Linked DNA regions of Sus scrofa: region 1 is linked to region 2. Evidence: chromatin contacts called from public HiChIP or PLAC-seq data. All regions are on one chromosome and are shown on one strand. The core of a region is the stretch at or near the end of the contact, and the rest is flanking DNA. Distances in the headings are between cores, read along the strand shown.

What was found. HiChIP or PLAC-seq counts read pairs in DNA pulled down with a chosen protein or histone mark.
Region 1: an H3K27ac HiChIP or PLAC-seq map of alveolar macrophages shows a contact between it and region 2. The contact joins the promoter of SETDB2 here to the promoter of PHF11 in region 2. A contact is called at or near these places in 2 of 5 promoter capture datasets (fetal liver and liver), 12 of 47 Hi-C or Micro-C datasets (alveolar macrophages, blood, brain and 6 more) and 2 of 2 datasets of contacts at active chromatin or transcription factors (alveolar macrophages and skeletal muscle).

The regions. Positions count from the first base shown.
Region 1 is chr11:18,296,125-18,300,292 of Sscrofa11.1, reverse strand. SETDB2 (histone-lysine N-methyltransferase SETDB2) reads left to right here and starts at 2,059. Exons shown (of 14, transcript XM_013980508.2): 1 at 2,059-2,192. It overlaps CAB39L (calcium-binding protein 39-like), which reads right to left and starts at 2,624. Exons shown (of 11, transcript XM_003130971.6): 1 at 2,344-2,624.
Region 2 is chr11:18,250,273-18,254,001 of Sscrofa11.1, reverse strand. PHF11 (PHD finger protein 11) reads left to right here and starts at 2,031. Exons shown (of 10, transcript NM_001244327.1): 1 at 2,031-2,153. The coding sequence starts at 2,072. It overlaps SETDB2 (histone-lysine N-methyltransferase SETDB2), which reads left to right. Exons shown (of 14, transcript XM_013980508.2): 14 at 1-1,477.

The DNA.
Region 1 (4,168 bases), core at 810-3,309, 46 kb before region 2:
TGTGTTAAAAAAGAAAACAGAAAAGCAATACATAACATTTCTTCAGCAGAAGAGACTGAAGGCACTAATAAGTTTGGTGTCATTGAGAATGTACACTTTCGGAGTTCCCGTCATAGCTCAGTGGTTAACAATTCCAACTAGGAACCATGAGGTTGCAGGTTCGATCCCTGGCCTTGCTCAGTGGGTCAAGGATCTGGCATTGCCGGGAGCTGTGGGTGTAGGTTGCAGACGTGGCTCAGATCCCACGCTGCTGTGGCTGTGGCATAGGCTGGCGGCTACAGCTCCGATTCCACCCCTAGCCTGGGAATCTCCAAATGCCACAGGAGCAGCCCAAGAACAAAGGCAAAAAGACCAAAAAAAAAAAAAAAAGAAAGAAAGAAAGAATGTACACTTTCAAGAAAAAAAAAAAGGGTTCATTCATTGTCTAAATTTCTCTACAGGAAGATATCATAAGCAGACCTCACAAAAAAGGACTATGAATCTATCCTTACTCATATGTATAAATTAGTAGCAACAAATAAATTTAGTTCAAATTGAAGGCCAAGTTTTCCAAAAAAGATTAAAAAATTATTTTTCAGTTATGCTAAAGAAATGTATATCAGAGTTCCGTTGTGGCTCAGATGAAATACATCCGACTAGCATCCGTGAGGACATAGGTTTGATTCCTGGCCTCACTCAGGGGGTTAAGGATACCGAATTGCCCTGAGCTGTGGTGTAGGTTGCAGACACTGCTCAGATCCTGCATTGCTCTGGCTGTGGTGTAGGCCCGCGGCTACAGGACGATTCAACCCCAGCCTGGGAACCTCCATATGCTTCGGGTGCGGCCATAAAAAAAAAAAAAAAAAAAAAAAAATGTTACCCATACCTCCCAATTACTGTATTTTTAAAATTTATTCATTGAACAATTACACTTTTAGATATATACCAGGCACTATTATAGGTGAAAACTATCCAAAAGTTTTTGCATACATTTATGAGTGGCTACTTTGTTATTGGTGTTTGTTAGCACAAATCTCTTACTCTGATAGCCTATACAATCCTCCCTGGAAATCTGCCCAGGGTTGGTTCCAAAACTTCCCCCAGACACCAAAATCCCACATATACGTAGTACCTCAGCCATCAGCTCAACACTAAATTACTGATACTTACTCTTGTGACTTAAGTTTTTTAAGACTCAAGGATAAAAAGTAACCTTTAAATAGAAAATTAATTTTCAACTATTCAATTATTTTACTGTTTTCTTTGGTATTCCTGCACAAAATACATGGTACTATTGACTTGGTGGATTACTAGTTAGCCTTGGATAAATGAAAACGAAACTCAAGGCAGTATCTTCGCTTTTGTCTCATGAGTGTCAAAACTGCTACAGCTAATCACAAAATATTAGCCTTTTAGCCAGGTTTTGGGAAACAATAAATTTCCCCGTCAAAAAATGACCCTGCGTGCTTTCTACTTCGATTTTTAAAAATAATGAGGAAAAGGGGGTAATTCCTGTCTCCTTCCTGTCGTCCCCAAAGAGTTCAGAAGTTAGGATGTTTCTCTTGCAAAAACCTCTCCCAACCCACGACGAAGCAACCAAGCATGCCAAGGTAAGCCCAGACTGCTAAATCATCAACCAGATTGTAACCAGGAAAACCAAGAATTGACAAAATTCTCCTTCACTTCCACTGTTTCTGCAAAGACTACCACTTTTTAGCTTAAAAAAACCCAAAAACCAAAAAACACAACAACAACAACAACAAAACCACTGCAGGAATGCTGGCTGTACACTAATGAATACAACTGTCCAAATGCAGCACCTGACGCTCACTACAACCGGAAGATGGCCTTAGTCAGAGGTCAGCTGAGTAGAGCAAACACTTTATTAGTCCCTCCTCGAAAACCATAGAAAATGAAGACGTCTCTTTCGAATCTGAGGATAATCGTGGGGCGCCTCCCTCTCTCCCTTTTCATTACCAGCCTTTTTGAATCAGGCAGTCCATCAGTCAACCTTCTCTGTCAGTGAGGGGGTTTTCAAGACAAAGATAATTGGAATAGCTCTCTGGAACCCAAGGGATCATTCTTCAGGCACCAGAATCCCCGTCAAGCCCCCACAATAACATATCAAAGCCTGCGTTCCTCATCACCACCACCATTCGTCGCTCTTCCTAGCCAGGGCTGAGACTCAGACCAGGAAAACCTTTCCCTTGCAGGTAGGTAAGAAGGCACCAGGTCTGTTCCCTCGGGCCCCTCCTCTCCTCCACGGCTCCCTCAGGACACCTCTATATCTTGAACCGCTAAATCGGCTTGCAGCCGCCAAGAAGCCCTGTTCAGCCACACACAAGATGGCAGCCAAAGACCTACCGGAGGAAACAGCAGCGCCACTACTCCAGCGATGCCAGCCTCTGGACCGAGGGTATCCGCATTGGTCCAGCCAGAGAGCGCGAGACAACCCGCGAGCTCTGACAGCCAATCCGGAGGCTGCGCGCTCAAGCGCCGCCGCGGTGCCTACCGTTCACGCGCGGAACCCCTGAGGCGTGGACCCGGTGGGGTGGGCAACCAATGGGCTCCAGGCCAGGAGGTAGGAGCCGTCAGTGTCCGACTCCTCCCATTTAGGTTTGCTTTAGGTAGGCCTGGACGGTGGAAACTGGGCGGTCCTTCCTCCCTGGCTAAGGCGAGGTGGAACTGTGGTTGCTGAGGTGAGGTTAGTCGATGGTGAAGTACTTCCCGGCCAGGGGGCACCCGGCGCCGTGGGGTCTCGGGGGCGTGGAGTGAGAGAGGAGCCCTACCCGCGGGAGAACCCAGCCTCGCCAACCGTGCGGGCGGAGCGCAGTCCTCAGGTCTGGCAGGCGGCGTGGAAAGCGCAATCGAGCCAGTGTAACCCAGGTGAGGCCGTGAGTGGCCCTCCCGACAGCTTCTTTCGGCCCAGCACCCAGGAACGCGGTGGAGCTCTCGGTCGCGTGGATCCCAGCCCTTGCGACCTCCTTTCTCCTTTCACTCACGTGCATTCCCGGGCTGGAGAAGGGACCGAGGGTGCGCGGAGTTCTCAACCCATTTCAGTCTCTTGTCACCCGGTGCACACCTTCATGAGAGGTGATTCCTAAGCAACTGGGAACCCGAGGCTGTAAAAGGGGCTGCGGGAAGGGGATTGGAGTCCAAAATCCAGAAGCCGAACTTGACGGTTTAGCCACTGACCCATTTCACAGGTAAGACTCACAAACCCTCAGGAAGTAAAATCGTTTATTCAAGATCATGGAGTAGAGATCACATCCTAAGAGCTCCTGATTCTCATTAACCACAACCCAATACGTAATCATCCCCATTAGATCATTAAATAAAATATGAAACATGTAATTTTGCTCTTCGTCAGATGGAAACCTTCAGTGAGTTCTGTATGTATTAATGAATGAGGCAGTGGACTGGAATAATCAAAAAACAGGCTCAGAAACCAGGCTGCCTGGTTGTTCAGTTTTTCCCTGCCACTTACGGTGTGACATGCTTTAGCTTCCTCGTGACAGGATTGCTAATTTGTCCCACATGACTGTTAGGCAGAGTGATAAGAACGTGTGAAGTATTTTGAAGCCTGCCTGACACATGGTTTATACTCAATAAATGTTCATTACTATTATCACAATTAAAACACAAGGGGTAGAGAGGAAATAGCCACAGTTTCATAAGAGCCTATTTTTAAAAACGAAAAAGAACCAACCACTTAAACGAAACTGACTATTTTTCCATCAGAGTGAAAAAGTAAGAAGGGGAAAATATGAACGAACTTAAAAATCGTGTTATACTCTAAAATAACACTGGTTGTCTCTGGATGATGAGATTATGGGTGATTTAAGTTTTCTTCTCTGTGCTATATTTTGCAAATTTTCTTCAGCAAGCATGTTTTAATTTTGTAAGTTCCGTTACTTTTAAATTTTCAGAAGTTATGAACAACACTGGCAAGAACTTTCTTTAAAAAGAAGCTATTACTGAGTGTGCTTAATGCTATGCTAAATGTTTTTGCATCCTCCTTTTATGAAATTAGAACCTTACAGATAAAAAGCATAATCCACAATCCCTGAATTCCTTCTCCCCCAAAACTACACTCCAGACTTTGGTGCAGCGTTTTCAATGCTTTTTTACACTTACATAATCTTTATAGGTGTATATATTCATATATGTAATTATTTAAAATGGGAAT
Region 2 (3,729 bases), core at 782-3,281:
AGTCTGAAAATGTTCTCACCTCTGGCTTTTAGGGTGACTATTGGAAGTAAGATGATATTCTTTTCCTTAATCTTTTGTATATGTGACCAGTTTTTACTTCTCTTCACATTTACAGCCTTCTCTTTGTCCCAGTGTTCTGTTCCCAGTAAGGGTCCATTTTCATCCCTTGTACCAGGTGCTTGGTGCAATCTTTCAATCTGAAAAGTTTGTTCTTCAGTTCAGATAAATTTTCTTTCTTTTTTCTTTTCTTTTTTTAGGGCCATACCCGCAGCACATGAAAGTTGCCAGGCTAGGGGTCAAATGGGAGCTACAGCTGCTGGCCTATACCACAGCTCATGGCAACACAAGATCCTTAACCCACTGATCAAACCTGAATCCTTGTGGATTTTGGTGGGGTTCATTAACCTCTGAGCCACGAAGGGAACTCTGCCGAGAAATTTTCTTGAACTATTTCTTTAATGATTCATTATCTGTTCTCTCTTTCTGGAATTCCTATTATCCCAATGTTAGAACTCCAGGATTGGTTCTCTAAATTTTTTCTTTTAATTTCCAGCTTTTTCTTCTTGCTTTGCTTTCTGGGAGATATACTCAACTTAATCTTCCAGTTTGTCTATTGTGGTGGGCGTATTTTATTGGATTTTTTGGGGGGAGGGGGCTGGGTCGCATTTTTTTAATTTCTAGAGCTCTTTTCTGAATATTTTTTCTTTAGTAGTGTCTTATTTTTGGTTCATGGTTGTAGTATCTTATCTCTTTGAAAATGCTTTATCATGTAACACACACATACAGGCGTTCATATCTGTATTTCTGTGACCTCCAAGGTTTGTTTCTTTGTTTTCCCTGTATGTTTCCTTTGGTTTTTGTACTTCATGTTTTAGGCTTTCCTCAGTTAGTGATCTTGGCAGTCAGCTCACACTTAACAGTGGAACACGGAAAAGCTGAGATTATAAACTGAGAGTGGGGGAAGGGGCTCTTCAGCTGCTTTGCTATGACCTAGCTGGGCTATTTAATCTCCAATTCAGTCTCTTTAGGGCTTTTTTTTTTTAACCTGGCAAGGAGTATGCTTCCACCTGCTGGCTTGAAAGCAAAAAAAAAAAAAAAAAGTTGCTGCCAGAGCCTGCTTTTTTTTCCCTGTTTCACAGCTCCACACTCTTGCTTCTGTAATTCATTTCTATGTTTGTCAAGACTATTCCAAGTTATCCTTTTTAATATTGTTTCTCTTTTCTGACCCCAATTTGCCTCATTTCCTCTTCTTAAAACCTGCTCAAAAAGCAAGACCTCCAGGAGTTTTTCCTTTCATTAGTTACTCAGCAAACCACCATTATATGCTTCTTTTACAGAACAACTTACTTTTGAGCTGTAATTTAATTATATGCGTTCATGTTCTCTACATGTGTATTTGTTCCATGCACCGAAAACCTCGTCTTGTATGGTGCTGTGTACCCCATGGGTGCTAAAATAAAGACTTGCAACTGGCAAATGGAATCGTGCTCAGTTAATTCTGCGTCCACTTTATGCTAGGCCTACTTAGGCCAAACTTGGTGTGATACATTTGTAGAAAATAATGGGTAAACTGGGAGTTCCTGTCCTGGCTCAGTGGTGATGAACCCGACTAGTATCCCTGAGGATGAGGCTGGATCCCTGGCCTCACTTAGTGGGTTAAGGGTGGGCATCGCTCTGGCTGCGGCGTAGGCCGGCAGCTGCAGCTCTGATTCTACCCCTAGGCTGGGAATTTCCCTAAGCCATCGGTGTGGCCCTAAAAAAATAAGAAAAGAATGGGTAGACCCTCAGAAAAGCAGTCATTTCTCCAGCTGAGTCCAAAGGCTTCCACCACCTCTCCTCCAACCATTCGGAAAGTGGGGGCAGGGTGGGGAGCGCCAAGCGTGCTTTAAAAACAAAAAAATCGAGTTCAGACTCGGATCTGGAGAAGTTGCGAGTTCCCGTTTGAAAACCCTACCAGCAAACCCTTTGCGTCGCTTCCTGCGGGACTTTCCCCGGGCAGCGGAAATAAATCAGCACGAATTTCGAATCTCACCAAAAGGAACTTCCGTCGGCGCGGGCGCAGGGCGCAGCCATGGACGCGGCTTGGCCCTCCGATCCCAAGGCGGCCCGGGCCGGCCGGTGCGCGGCCGAGGACGGGGTCCCGCTCCCGACTGGTGAGTACCAAGCGGGACGGGAGGGGCGGGCGGTGTCCCGCTGCGACAGTCCGGGCCCAGGGCCGCCCTCTAGTCGCTGCCACTTGGGGGCCCCCGACCCGCCTCGCGACGCGGCGCGCAGCTCTTAGCTCCGCAGCGGCTCGGCTTTGGGCGTCCACCGCCCTGCTCTGCGCCCAGACCGTACCCTGCGGCTTCTAGGGAGGAGTGTTTGCTTTCGGTTCAGCTCGACCACCGCTGATAGGACAGCCCACAGCCACAGCCCTGCCGCGCTGGGACCAAACCGAAACCGAAGCGAAACGAAAGCTGGGAAACGAAAGGAAACGCCTGTGGGTTTACTCTCCCAACGCGGCTCCACCCACCCCTCAAACAGTGCGGCCGGAGCGATGCCCTGGCCGAGGTAGCCTGGTCGTGGCCCCCTCTAGAAGAGAAGGGGTCCGCTGGGACTCAGGAAGCAGTTTGGAAAGTTCGCACTGAAAATGTGACGTTATGGAATCACTCCCTTATACCCACTCAGTAGTTCAGGTCCTCTGTGGCCCTCTCCTTAAGTGAGGCAAATCTGAGTGGGCTCCTCTCTGCGCTTCAACAACAGCTGGAGAGCTCCTACCACTTGCAGGCTCAGGGCCACGTGGCGGGCTGCAGAGATGAGTTAGGCTCGCTCAGCGCTGAAGAATCTAATAGGCTACTCATGTGTGACCTGCTAAGAACCACAGAGACACAGATGAGATGCTCCTCCAACTCAGCCTATTCCTCAGTTCAAAGAAAGCCCTATCAGTTTTAAAGGGCAAGAGTCAACCCGAGGTTGGAGTTCCCATTGTGGCTCAGCGGTTGAGGAACCCAGCTAGTATCCATGAGGACGAGGGTTCGATCCCTGAACTCCCTCAGTGGATTAAGGATGCGACGTTGCTGTGAGCTGTGGTGTAGGTATCAGACGTGGCTTGCTTGGATCCAGAGTTGCTGTGGCTGTAGTGTATGCAGGCTGGCAGCTACAGCTCTCATTCCATCCCTGGCCTGGGCACTTCGATATGCCCAGTCCAGTCAGAGGTAGAAAGGTTGAAAAGGCAGTCCAAACAAGTGAAGACACCAGCCAGGCACTTGGCTATTTCATTTAGCTAGTGTGTATACAGAATGCAAGATGAGTTACTGAGGATGAGTTTCTGTCCTGACTTTTTCCCCAAACTCCAGACTCATAACCAGCTTCATCAATGCCTGGAATGACCTCGAATTGGTTATATCCCAAAGTAAACTCCCATTTGCCTACACACACCCACTTACTCCAAACCTGCTCAGCCACCACCAGTCTTCCCCATCCTGTTTGCCCAGTTGCTCAGGCTAAAACCCTAGTGCCACCCTCTGTGCCTCTCTTTCCTCCTTGCCTCCCATCTAGTGCACTAGTCTCAGTCTTTCTCTTTGCAGCCCATTTCTCGCCTTCCCACCATATTCAAGTTTCTGCACAAATGTACCTTCACACCCTTGCCTGCCCATGCTGTTAGAACAGCCCTTCCCCTACCGTCATTAATCTCTACCCTTCCTTCCCCTGCTCTGTTTTTCTTCGTAACACTTAACCCTGGCCTGAAAA